3 separate regions of the Mus musculus genome follow, and regions 1 and 3 are each linked to region 2. A link is a contact called in public Hi-C and HiChIP or PLAC-seq data. All regions are on one chromosome and are shown on one strand. Each heading gives the region's core, a stretch centred on a gene start, on an enhancer-like site or on the middle of the called end of the contact. The rest is flanking DNA. Distances are from core to core; before and after follow the strand shown. Region 1 overlaps Sobp (sine oculis binding protein). Region 2 overlaps Sobp (sine oculis binding protein). Region 3 has its middle 3.1 kb from the start of Gm5079.

Region 1 (3,948 bases), core at 641-3,140, 130 kb before region 2:
CGGGCGAGTTGGTAAGTGGAGGCTCATTGCTGTGCTTTATAAACTTTGCCTCAAGGTGATAAGAGACCTTTTGTAAATGTGGTGACAGAGGGACTAGTGAGACGATTCTCCTACGGTGCTCAAAAGGAAATTAAGCTTTGGACTTCCACAACTTGGATTTGAATCGAAACTCTGCCCACAAGTTAGATAATCTTGGACAAATTCCCCAATCCTATTTCTCCACTAGGAGGATGAAGATAGCTAGCTGTTTCTTTGGAGATAGCTCCAAAGAAATATTATGGGGAAACACCCAGAAGAGCCTGCATACCCTGTGAAGATACTCGTCCTCCTCCCCTCCCCCAGGCCTCGTCCCCCCCCCCCACCATAGGACGTAGTCAACCTACTTTGCACATTCTTCTGTGTGTCCCCAGCCCAGGGAAGGAGCAGTGTCTAAGTTAAATGCTGGAGGAACACCCATTTCTCTTCTTTCTGTAATCGGTTAATAAACAATGTTTATTATAACAAACCAATGTTTTGGCTTGTTGCCTGCTTGGATAGATGGGAGAGCTCACCCTCTGCGATTGAATGGACAGGCCTGAAGTCAACACCGGGTCCGCCACCGACAAGCTCTGACTGAGCAAATATTTCCAAGTCACAGCTTCCTTCTTGGTAGTATGCTACCGGACGCCTACTCCACTAGGATTGGCAAGAGTCGCTACAGTGGTTCATGTGTGGTCCCCGCCATCTCACAGAACTGTTGGCTCACTGGATATTAAGTAGGGTACAGCAGTCATAGGGTACAGAGACATGCCTGCCACTTCATTAAGGTCTACACGTAGAAGTGAGACTCACCAGCTCAGCCACTGAGTACCCGAAAGGGGGGCGTGGTAGGTTGGCCGTAAGGCTAGTTTTTCATTTTAGCCCACAGATATGGTTATCTTGAGAAGCTAGAGTAAGAGTCATCTGCCAAATGGACTACCAGCTCTAGGTGCTCGCCCACTGATGGGTTACCCAGACATTTCAATACTGCTCTGCAACCTCCTAACTGAACAGTAAGATTCCTCAAGTAATCGTCCCTCCCATGCCTCCTTTTCCAGTTGGATAAATTAGGTATGAACCCGAAAAGAAGAAAATAGTGTGTCACAAAACAGAGTGTGCTTTCAACTCAGGTTCAAGGGCTTGAGTGATCTTGGCTCTTAACTGTCTCTCGGCTGTAAACTGCTAATGGTGTACTAAATAGCATTGCCAGCTGTCATAGGTATTGGATCAAAACGTTGATGGTACCTGGCCACCCAGAGTGCTCAGAGAAAGCGGTAAGTGACACGATGGCTGCATCTCACCTCCGCCTCTAACAAGCAAGGTGAGGGGCGCTGTCTCTTGGAGGAACGCCCAGGTGGACATACAAACCTTTTATTTTTTTACTTATTCTGGTTTCTAATTCGGAGGCACCTCCTTTTGAGCGGAGGCTCCAGGTCCTCAGGGCCAGCGCTGAGCATGGGCGAGGAGATGACGCACGGCGTCATGGCAGCCTTCTCCGCGGGTTTTGGCACAGGCTGGATCACGCAGCCGGTCTTGGGCAGCATCCGCAGAGCATAGGCGTGGTCCTCGTCCGCGGGGTTATTGAGGTTCGGGTCCGACTTGTCGCCCCCCGCCAGGGCTTCCTCCCCCATCAGTTTTTTGGTCGCTTCCCCGTCCAGGTGGCAGTTGGAAGCGCAGTTGTTCTCCTTGACCGACTCCAGCTCGTTCACCACAGGCTCCTCGGACGACAGTAGCTTTTTGGGAGGGGCTGGGGGCGGCGGCTGCTCCGGCGGGGGCTCCGCGCCCTTGGCCTCGGCCGGGGCGCTGCGGGTGCCGTTCACGATGACGTTGCAGGCGGCAGCGGCCTCGGGGCCCGCGGGGGCGCCCGGGCCGGGGTCGCCGGCGGCGGGCGGGCTGCAGTGGCCGTCCCTGCAGCCGCCGCAGGTCCTGCGCTCCGCGGCTCCCGGCTCGCGCTCCGCCTTGACGTGAGCGTGCAGCGCACGGTGTATCACGTTGTGCAGCCGGGCTCGGTGGCCCACGGTCAGGTCGATGACGCCGTCCTGCGGGCCGTGCAACACGCCCGCGAAGCCCGGCTGGCCTCCCGCACCCGCGGGGCTGCCTGCGCGCCGGGTCAGGTCCACCACCTCCCCACGACCGCGCTCCGCGGGCGCCAGGCTCAGAGCCTGGCCGGAGCTTCCGGGTGGCGAGTCGGCTGACTTGGAAGAGCCCTGCTTGGAGTCCCGCGGGGACAGGGAGCGTCCACCAGCCTTGCCTCCCGCCGCCGATGAGTCGCCCGGAGCGCTCGGAACGAAGCTCTCCCCGTTGCTGGAAAATCCGTTGGGGGGCTTGGAATCGTTCACATGGGGAATGGGGATAGGGATAGGGATGGGCACCGGCAGGGGCACTATCACTGGGTACGGCACGAGCAGCGTGGGGGGCGGCACCAGCGGGGCCAGCGAAGGCAGCCCGAAGTTCATCATCTGGGGAACCGGCATCGGGCCGTTTGGCATCATGCTAACCGGAGGGAAGGGAAGGCTGGGCAAGGGCGCGCCCGGGGGCGGCGGGGGCAGCAGCCCTGGGGGGTTCCCAGGCATGGTAGGGGTACTTGGGGGGTGGATGTGGGGCGATAGCATGGGCCGGTGCATGGGGCTGGAAGTGGGGCCTAGGTTCCTGGGGCCTCCGGGCGGGGCCCCAATGCCCGGGAGCATGGGGTTGGACAAGGGACTATTGGGGTTGGAGGCGTGGTGCGGTGGTCCGCGGATGAAGGGCGGGCGGATCTGCTGGATAATTTGCTGCTCCATGAAGATGGGCAGGGGCACTGGGCCGCGGTTGGTCATCACCATGGGAGGGCTGCGAGGCGGGACACCCAGTGGAGGTCCGATGCTAGCAGGTGGCTGGACCGAGACGGGAGGGATGCTCGGAGTCTCGCTGATGGGGAGGGACTTGGGCACTGGCGTGGGGATTTTAGTGACAGAGCAGTTGGCAGTGTCAGATGGAGAAACGGTGGTGGACGAGGATGGGCCGGGGCCCTGGCTTTGGCCAGCTGCAGTCACGGGGGAAGGGGCTTTCCTCCGAGCATCTGTTAGCGGGATATTCCAAGAGTCTGGCGTGAGCAGCTGCACCCCGGTGCCTTCTGCTTTACTTTCCATGTGAGGGTGGAGTGTGCTGCACAGCCCGGCTGGAAGATTGGCCTGTGTCTCTTTGTAGAAAATGTCCATTTTGTATTGATTGAGACATTTTGCACTGCAGAACTGAAGCCTTCTCTCCCCGTCCCCAAAATCCAGGTATTCTTTTGTGTGCCTTATGTGTTTACACCAGTCACACACCTACAACACAGCAATAGAAACCACAACAGGTAAGATAAGCAACTTTCTTGGGTACATGGCGTTTCATGTTTCACATAAAGGCTCTATTAAACTCTATCATCATTTCCCAAATAAGTTGAAGGGTACCCTTTACAGGGTACATTTCTGAAAGATTTATGAAATAAAGAATTTGCTTTATAAATAGGATCCTCAAAATTAGCAACAACCATTCTCCCCCCCCCCCCCGCCGCCCCTTTTCAAAGATGGCTCTGACAAAATGGAGTACACCTGTCCAGGACACTTACCCAGTGCTCCTATGAAGTACGCCTGCCCTGCACACCTGCCCTGCACACCTGCCCTGCACACCTGCCCTGCACACCTGCCCTGCACACCTGCCCTGTACGTATACCTAGGACACCTACTCAGTACACTTGTCTTCATATTTTCACTTGCCTAACAGGCTCATGTAAATACATATCTATATAACGTTGGAGGGAAGGAATCTCCAGGGAGTTCAACAATCAGGCAACATAACCTCTTAAAATTCTCCTTATGTAAAGCCACTGTGCACTGTATCCAATAAAGTGGTTGGAAAGGGTGTGCTGTGCTAACCAATCGCATAAAGCGCCGAACACCGCTATGTCTG
Region 2 (4,280 bases), core at 487-2,986:
TATACATAAAGCTTAGAGCTCACATGGCCGGGTTTCACATTCTCAGCTAAGCTAACCTCTCCTTGGAGCCCAGTTCTTAAAACCACTTAGGAATTTCAAGATTTGCTCTAAAGAAAAATATCTCACATTTCCATGACTTTGCCTGAGCACAAACTGAGAAAGCTCACTGAGTGGGAACCACCCTGGGGGACAGGAAATGGTCACTGTTTTCAGAGAAAGGCAAGATGTGCCTGAGTACAGGAAATCACACTGGGTTTGGGAGTTTGGTCCCAAACTCCTCCACACAACCCTGTGTGTGCTGTGTAGACAGATCCACACTTTACCTCCCCCTGGGGAGTGTGGTGGGAAATAAGAATCAGGGCACTTGTCATCTGAGGGAAAAGGCACTCACTCTATTCAAAAGGGCCACATAAATGCATCAAAGACGCGTATCTCTTTTTCACATTTCATTCCATTTTAAAGCATTCAGGGATTTACAGCAATTCTAGATTCAAACTAGGGAACTTGGGAGCCTCTGGGGAGGCCTGTCAAGACTCCCTCATGCTTGGAGTTTCCTAACGCAGTGAGACTTTCGATACCAGAATCTGCTGGTGAACAAAGTACTCACACTACTGGTTGCATTGATTTTTTTGTTTTTTTAATTCTTGTGAGTAAAATATTATCATGAAGCAAGGTCCAGACAAAAAGGGGCCCAGATGTGGTCCCAACTGAACCACCTACCTCTGAATAAGGCCAACCGACAGACCTAAGCCTGCTCAGCAATTCCAAAAGACTAATGTCTAGCCAGCGGCTTGGACGTGTATGTGTGTGTGTGTGTGTGTGTGTGTGTGTGTAATTGAGGGGGGTTATAAGGTCTTACTTAGCAAGCAGTTTTTATTAAAAAATCCATCCCCAGTGCCTTGCTTCCATTCTCAAATGGGGTGAGGGTGGGGGAGGGAGATGCAGTGGGGAAATGCTGTATAGTCTTCCTGCTTGATTACCAGAGCCTTTCCGGAACGTAATTCTCTCTGAATGAAATCTCAAAGGATTGAGCCTGTGCTAAAGTTTCTAGTATGAGAGCTGCACCAAGGTGATAATGCAATTAACCTGAGTAATACTTCAAACGTCTTGCTAATATATACATCATGTATATGTATATGTATATGTATATGTATATGTATATGTATATGTATATGCATATGTATATGTGTGTGTGTGTATATGTATGTGATGTATATGTATATGATGTATATGTATGTGTATATGTATTGACAGTTTAGACTGTGTTCATAGTGTGATTTCAAAAATTAGCCTCAGAGGTTTGTGAATTTGCTCAAATTAAAAGGATAAAGATGTGTCAGTATAAGAAGAACCGGCTGGCTCTTCTTAATATTTTCTAATATCGCTTAACAGCATTCTGAACGGCTGCACTGCAGCCTTTCTCGGTTCACTTCCTAGACTCTGCAGCAAAAGTCTGTGATTATTATTTAAGGATCACGGTGATTCCCTTCACGGCATGGGGGAATAAAGAAAAGCAAGAGCAGGGCTATTATCCTGTGTTTATAACAAGTCTGTTGCCATAGTAACGCCTGTGATGTCACAAATGCTACACCCAGGGCCAGAAGCTGTCTCCGAGGGGGAGGGGCAGCTTGGCCTTGGAAAATGGACACAAGCATTCCAGGCCAAAGCAGGGTCAACAGCGAGGTAATCATGGAAACACAGGGAGCTCCCTTCACCAGAGAAAGGAAGGGGGTGGAGCAGGGCCAGAAAAGCAACTCCCTGGGCCCAGAAGTGAGCTCACGCATGCTTCTTATACGCAGCTGTGCAAAGGGAGTGGAAATCCAAGCGAATGTGGTACCTCTGTGTTCCCAGTCAGGATCACTCCACTGGGCTCACTGGCTGCCAAGACGTGAATGGGATCCAGGGTCTGCCCTAGCTCACGAAACTGCCGGGAACCAGTGCCTGCCCAGACAGAGCCTCTAAGGCCCGCAAGAGATGCAAGTGCCTCACATGGCAGCCCCTGAGAGCCTAGCTAGGACATTCCCACCAAAAGTCATCAAACTCAGAGAGCCACAGATTCTCAAGGATAGGGAAGTAATCAAGTCTTCCCCAACAGCAGGGGCTTTTAGAATGAACTTGCAGGGAAAGGCTGTATCTCCTGGCACTGGGGAATCTGGAAGTAACGGCAAGTTAATAAGCACTACTATTCTGATACAGCTTAGAATGAAATGGCCATGTATTTGCACTTGGGTGCACAACTTTCTATGCACGAAGATGATGTGCATGAAGACTCTAGTGCAGAATTAGGAAAAGGACGGGGAGATAAGGTGCGGGGTAGGGGTGTGGGGGTAAAGGTAAGGTGTATGTTAACTTTCATGTCATAGCTGTCCAGGCGCTAAGTGTACATTTTCTCAGCTCTGCAGCTACCCCATGAAGTAGGACTGTAAGCCCATTCTTTAAATGAGAAGATGGGAGCACCCAAGGGTCCAGGTTAGCTTACTCTCTTGGTGTCTTCTGGAGTCCCTATCCACTTTAGGTTCCTCAGTTCTTGGGGTCTCCCAGAAACTGAACCACCAACCAAAGAACATATACAGACTGGACCTAGGGTCCCCCCACCTCTACTCCCACCCCCACCCCCACCCTACACATACATATCAGAATGCAGCTTGGTCTTCATGTGGATCCCCCAACAATTGGAGTGGGGGATTACCCTGACTCTGTTGCCTGCCTATGAATACTGTTCCCCTAACTGGGATGCTTTGTCTGGCCTCATTGGGAAAGGATGTGCCAAATCCTACAGTGACTTGAGGTGCCAGGGTGGGTTGGTACCTAGGGGGCACCTCCCCCTTGTCAGGAGAAGGGGAGGGGGCAAGAGAAGGGGCTGTGTGATGGGGGACCAGGAGGAATGGGGGCTGTGACTGAGTTGTAAAGTGAATAAACAAATAAATTAATGGAAAAAAATGAGGAACCTGAAAGAAATAGAGCTGGCAGAACTTGCCCCCTTTCAGAGAGCTGGTGAGTGAACAGGCCAGAGTTAAACAGGTCTTCTCGGTCTGAAGTCTGTTCGGTCCTCCTACTTAATCAAACTCACTCAATACACCCAGCAGGCACCCTCAGCTAAGCCGCAGAACATGCGACCAGTCGGGAACTCTACAGGTTAAGAAATTACCTACCCTTTTCTCACCAAGTGGTTTGCACAAAATATGTATTTGGGAGATAAACAGCGGTTCCCTCTGTTTCATTAAACCATCAGCCAAAGAAAAATCGGATCACTAATAAGGGAAATATTATATGATACACTAATTATATTAGTAATTAGGACTAACAATGATTTTAATGACAATAAGTTTTAATTAAATAATATCTCAAATGACCTCTATATGATAGGTCAGTTTTATTTGTTAAACTATAATAGGCCAATAAGAGAATGTGGCCAAATGTAACACAAACTTGAGACATTTGTACCTGAAAATGCTCTCACTGTTACAGAAACACGAATGTCTATCCTTTCAAATATAAACACAGCGTTAGTGTTAGTATAAATATTGCTGTTATAACACAGTACCTGTCAATGTTCAATTCCATACACATAAAAGTAATAATAAAAAACAGAGCGTTCTAGCATAATCCCCACATTTTGCAGCAAGCCTGACAAAGTTTTATTGACAGGCTCTTGTCGCCTGAACTACATCTGTAAGATACAATGAACACCCTCCTGCTCAGCTCCCTGCCACTGAGGTCTAATGCACGCTCATCTCATTTTCTGGAAATATAAAGCAACTGATTACATTTTCATGCAAGTGAAACTCAGATGTCTCTCCTTTTAGGTGCTCAGAGACAGCTTTGCAGGAATTAGGAAGAATTCTGTAGAGACGATACATAATATAACTTGTTTCTTGAATGGATTTAGGGCAGGCATGTTCAGGAACATGACTGCCATATGTCTTTTGCAAAATTATCCCTTTCCTCAGAAAACGCCCCAAAGACCTGGTCTTCATCCTGCACCACCCTGTCTGGTCATATGTACTTTTTTGTTAACCATTCATTGTATTTATTTGATTTTTAAAACAAAAGATACAAAGTAGGTGACTTTCAGAAAAGGAAACTCTCTTTTTCTGAGTCTAGTGGTAGAACAGGTGTGGAGTCAGTGGGATGCTTCAACCCAAGCAGAAGTGGATAAAGAAATGCTTCCGATAACACCAGCAATGCTCTAAGCAATATGTGTCGGGCACTAACACTTATCTATAGCATCCCTCAAACATCTCTATTTCAGTTGAGCCTTTACCGTTTTATCTTAAAAC
Region 3 (3,807 bases), core at 546-3,045, 160 kb before region 2:
TGAGACACACGTTCACGTGTTCTTTTCTGACCCAACTAGGAAGCCCCAAGGCATTCACATCTAAGAGTACCCATGTAGGTTACAATGGTGATGGCGAGCTGAAGATGCAATGGTGACCTGAGGACGGGAGGCCATCGGCAGAGCAGCCACTCTTAAGGGGTTACCATGGAGACATGGAGACAAGATGCTGTTACTGGGAGGATGTCTGAAGCAGAAACAAAGAGATAGAGAGATACCTCCCCCCAAGCCTCTCATTGACTGAGCTCAAGTCACCTGGCCACACAGTGGGGGGAAAGATGAGCGACAGAGCCAAGGACGCACAGTTCCAGAGCCATCACGCTCTTGACTGATCCCAGAAGTAACCTCAGTGATAGTTATTAGAATCTGCCTATCCCTGATGGAGAATTAGAGCCTTGAAGACGTGACAGACCTCCAGAGCCAACGACACAGCGGTAATTGGTGGAGCTAAGACACGAGAACTAGCCTTTCCATCGGTCCACCTTGCTCTGTCTGTTCTCCTGCCTTGGCCTCGCCATGCTATAGAGTTCAGGGACTTCTAAGGAGACAACATGGCACTTCAAAGCTGGTTCGATGGTAGGGCTTTCTCAACCCACTGTTCCTTCCCATGCCAGGAACCAGTCAGGGTGCCACATGGTGTTCTGGCACCAGGGGCTGTCATTATAGGCCTGGACCATCAGTCAGGGAGGTGGGCTTGTGGAAGGCCTACCCCAACCTCCCTGAGCCTACATTAGAGGCCTCTGCATGCTCTTCAGAAGGACAGAGCAATGGGCCAGAATGTGGGCTATGCCAGCTCATTATCTGGGTTTCCTTCTGCTCTCTGGTAGGCCCAGCCTTGCTGGACAGCCTGCATTCTGTGTTCTGGTATCAAATGGCCCAATTCCTCCTCTCAGTGGGACTGGCATTCAGTTGATTCTCAGGCTTCCATTTGGCTCATAAAACACAAACATCTGCTGGGGTTCTGGTTGGCCTGCAGAAGGCTTCAGAGCCGAGAGGGATGGAGAAGAGGTTAGGAGAGGCAGAGAGGCAGGAGAGTTAATTAGACACTGAGGGGTGGGGGAGCCTTAGTGGAGCCAGGGCGCTGGGTAGCTCAACCCCTGCCACCCAGTTCCTAGGCAGAAGAAGAGGAACTTTCATGGGTTACACTGGAACCTGCCTGCGTCGCTCAGCTGCCTCCCAACTGTTCTTTTTCTCACCAGTTGGCTATTATTTTCTAACGAGTTTTGATAATTACTTTATCAATCAAGAAAGATTAAACAAAAGCCTAAAAATACAGCTGAGTGAGTTGCTGGAGCCAACCCATCTCCAATACTCCGGTTTGGGGGATCTTTATTATAGATGATTGTAAGCAAAACGGTCCACTCCTCTCTCACAGCCAGTTCAGTAGTGTACAGCAGTCCAGCAATCCATTCTATCCACCTTGCCCTTGGTAAGAGTCAAGGGACTCCTGGAAGGTTAGGCTGGGTCAGCTATGCAAAAATACCTCCCTGTCCAGCCTCCTTATTAGAAGGACTCTCCATCTTTGCTTTGCTTACGTAATCAACAAATTACTGGGTCAAGAGTTGAGAGAACACAGCATCACGTGCTTCCCTCAGAACACAGGAATACAGGGAGAATTTGTTCTATTGGAACGGTTTAGGAAGAAAAAGTGCCCATTACTGAATGATAGCTCGCAGTTCAGAAGCCAAATGTTGTCTAGTTATGGCCTCTGAGTGACTGGACAGAAACCGGCTCGTTAACCTCTTCGAATGTGTCACAGAGGGGTCCCAGACCACCCATGCTTGGCCGATGGGAGATGGGGAGAAGGCGAGCCCCAGGGAAAAGCCCAGGTACTGCGTCAGGGAAGGCACTGCCTGTCTTGGTTTGAGCCTAAGTCCTAAATCTGTGACTCGGGACTGAGAAGTCATTAACGGAAATCAGTCCAGTGATGTGTGGACTTCTGCCTTGCCCCTTCCCGAGTTTGCACCTCCCTGCCAAGAGGGGCGTGGAGCTTTGCACCAATGAAGAGCAGCACGGGGCTGACTGCAATGACTGTTCCCCACACCCCATAACAGATACCGTAGGGACCTCAGACCTGAAGGAAACCATCCAAATTATGGCTGCTCATGTAAAAGCCATCAGGAGACTGAGGAAACGATTCTCCATATGGCACCCCGAAGCGTCCAAAAGCTATAGAGAAAGGCACTTGGAAGGAGCGCTTCCCTCTCGGGAGACAAGGAAGGTGGAAGGAAGACAAGCATCTGTGGCAACCTGGAAAAGACACTCCTCTCGGTACCCTCCCCCTCGCATCCCCAGGGGTGGCCTGGAGGATCAGTCTGTGACAGCCTGGGGCCGCAGGGTCACTGCCGCTGGCTGCACAGGCTTTTCCATCAACCGGGCTTATGTTTTCTAGCAGAAATGAACTCTACAGTTACATTGTGTGGAGGCTTCAGGACACACTTTGCCAAATGGAAAAACATTTGGAGGTTGGGGAAAATATCTTGCACATAAATTACTGAAGGCGCAGAGAATCTAAACGAGGGTTGAAATCAGAAGCCAAGGAAAAGCCAGAAGGATGCCAAAGTTAAAAAAAAAAAGGGGGAGCGGGGTGGGGGGAGGGCAGGGATCGGGCAATGGGGAGTCGGTGTAATGACTTCTCTTAATGACTCGCCCTTCTCTCCAAGGGCGAGTTTGTAACCAGCACTGGAGCCTGAGTATCGGGAAAGAGTCTCTAAATGGTGAGGTCAAATCCATTTTTCATCGTTCTGAATGGATTCTGCATTGGTTATTATGCCTTGCCCACCAGAAAGAACGAAGTACAGAAAGCTGAGTGTCTTTTACTGTGGCAAAGGCCAGCTACACACTTGTTAATATCCTGATTCATGACATTGAAGAGATGGAAGAAGGGCTCTCTCTCCTCTCTCTCTCTCTCTCTCTCTCTCTCTCTCTCTCTCTCTCTCTCTCTCTCCCCTCTCTCTCTTTCTCTCTCTCTCTCTGGTGGAAACTATTAAAACAGAGGCAGACCAGGAAGTTTGTGATAAAGAAAAGCCAGGCTCTAGTCTGACATACAATCCCTTTCTTGGCTTAAGTAAACTTGCGCCTTCAAGGCCTGCCATCGGCAGAGCCGGGCTCACATTTCACCACTAAATCTGAGTCAACAATCTCTAATCTGGACACTGGGTTCGGAATCCAGGCTCAGGTTGCACTTGGAAGCTGACAGCAGGGACGAGAGTAGAGAAAAATATGGCCTTTGTTTCTGGTTTGATCGTCCCCACCGAGTGAGCTGAGGTCATGTGTCGTTTGCTGTCATCAACAAGATAAAAGTTTGCACCTCTTTGGCCCGACAACGTCTCTGCTGCCATTTATGTGAAGGCCAAGGCGTTCTGCCTGCCCATTGGAGGGCCAAGTTTGTGGAGAGCTTGGATTTGAAGCCCTTTTCATCTTTCTGACATGTGATACCGTGACAGAGGCAGCCCTCTCGGGGTTGCTATGCAGATATACAATTTCTGAAAAGTGACACCCGGAAAACGAAAACCCGGGGCTGGGTTAGCATTTCACAAAGAACAGAGCTAAAAATGTGCGGTAGTTAGGTTAAAAAGCTAAAAATGGAGGGGAGGCAGGAAAAGGGGGGGGGGGAATTAAAGTTTCATAAAAACAAACTTTAAAAAGATCAATATGTATGAAAGTATCTTATTGTGTGTCTGGCCTTCGGACCTGCGCTCTAATCCAACCTCAACCTGTGAAGGGTACACGAGGCTTAAACAGGGACGGCTGAGGGCCTGGTTCTGGGGTACTTCTGAACAGGTTGAT

What was found. Hi-C and Micro-C count contacts between places; a contact is called where the count stands out from the background. HiChIP or PLAC-seq counts read pairs in DNA pulled down with a chosen protein or histone mark.
Region 1: a contact with region 2 is called in a Hi-C map of cortical neurons, with 2.1 times the contacts expected there. The contact joins two enhancer-like sites. A contact is called at or near these places in 7 of 484 Hi-C or Micro-C datasets (cerebellar granule neurons, cerebral cortex, cortical neurons and 2 more), 10 of 115 datasets of contacts at active chromatin or transcription factors (embryonic basal ganglia, embryonic forebrain, embryonic hindbrain and 6 more) and 1 of 9 other capture datasets (adipose tissue).
Region 3: a contact with region 2 is called in an H3K4me3 HiChIP or PLAC-seq map of forebrain, with 2.6 times the contacts expected there. The contact joins two enhancer-like sites. A contact is called at or near these places in 1 of 15 datasets of contacts at CTCF or cohesin (the NIH/3T3 cell line), 7 of 484 Hi-C or Micro-C datasets (cochlea, embryonic fibroblasts, embryonic stem cells and 4 more), 7 of 115 datasets of contacts at active chromatin or transcription factors (embryonic basal ganglia, embryonic forebrain, embryonic hindbrain and 4 more) and 2 of 9 other capture datasets (embryonic stem cells and embryonic tail).

What each region holds. Positions count from the first base shown.
Region 1 is chr10:43,019,596-43,023,543 of GRCm38.p6, forward strand. It overlaps Sobp (sine oculis binding protein), which reads right to left. Exons shown (of 7, transcript NM_175407.3): 6 at 1,387-3,323. The coding sequence ends at 1,398. Among named protein-coding and RNA genes, the nearest start is that of Gm47815, 13 kb to the right of the region's middle. Within about 2 kb of position 1,891, at least 71 of the 459 cell types and tissues checked have an H3K27ac peak or open chromatin away from gene starts, as enhancers often do. A contact at or near this core is called in cerebral cortex, cortical neurons and forebrain, where this site is marked.
Region 2 is chr10:43,153,570-43,157,849 of GRCm38.p6, forward strand. All of the region lies in intron 3 of Sobp (sine oculis binding protein), which reads right to left. Among named protein-coding and RNA genes, the nearest start is that of Gm51799, 8.5 kb to the right of the region's middle. Within about 2 kb of position 1,737, at least 125 of the 459 cell types and tissues checked have an H3K27ac peak or open chromatin away from gene starts, as enhancers often do. A contact at or near this core is called in cerebral cortex, cortical neurons, embryonic tail and 1 more, where this site is marked.
Region 3 is chr10:42,992,401-42,996,207 of GRCm38.p6, forward strand. No RefSeq gene overlaps it. Among named protein-coding and RNA genes, the nearest start is that of Gm5079, 3.1 kb to the left of the region's middle. Within about 2 kb of position 1,796, at least 50 of the 459 cell types and tissues checked have an H3K27ac peak or open chromatin away from gene starts, as enhancers often do. A contact at or near this core is called in embryonic tail and forebrain, where this site is marked.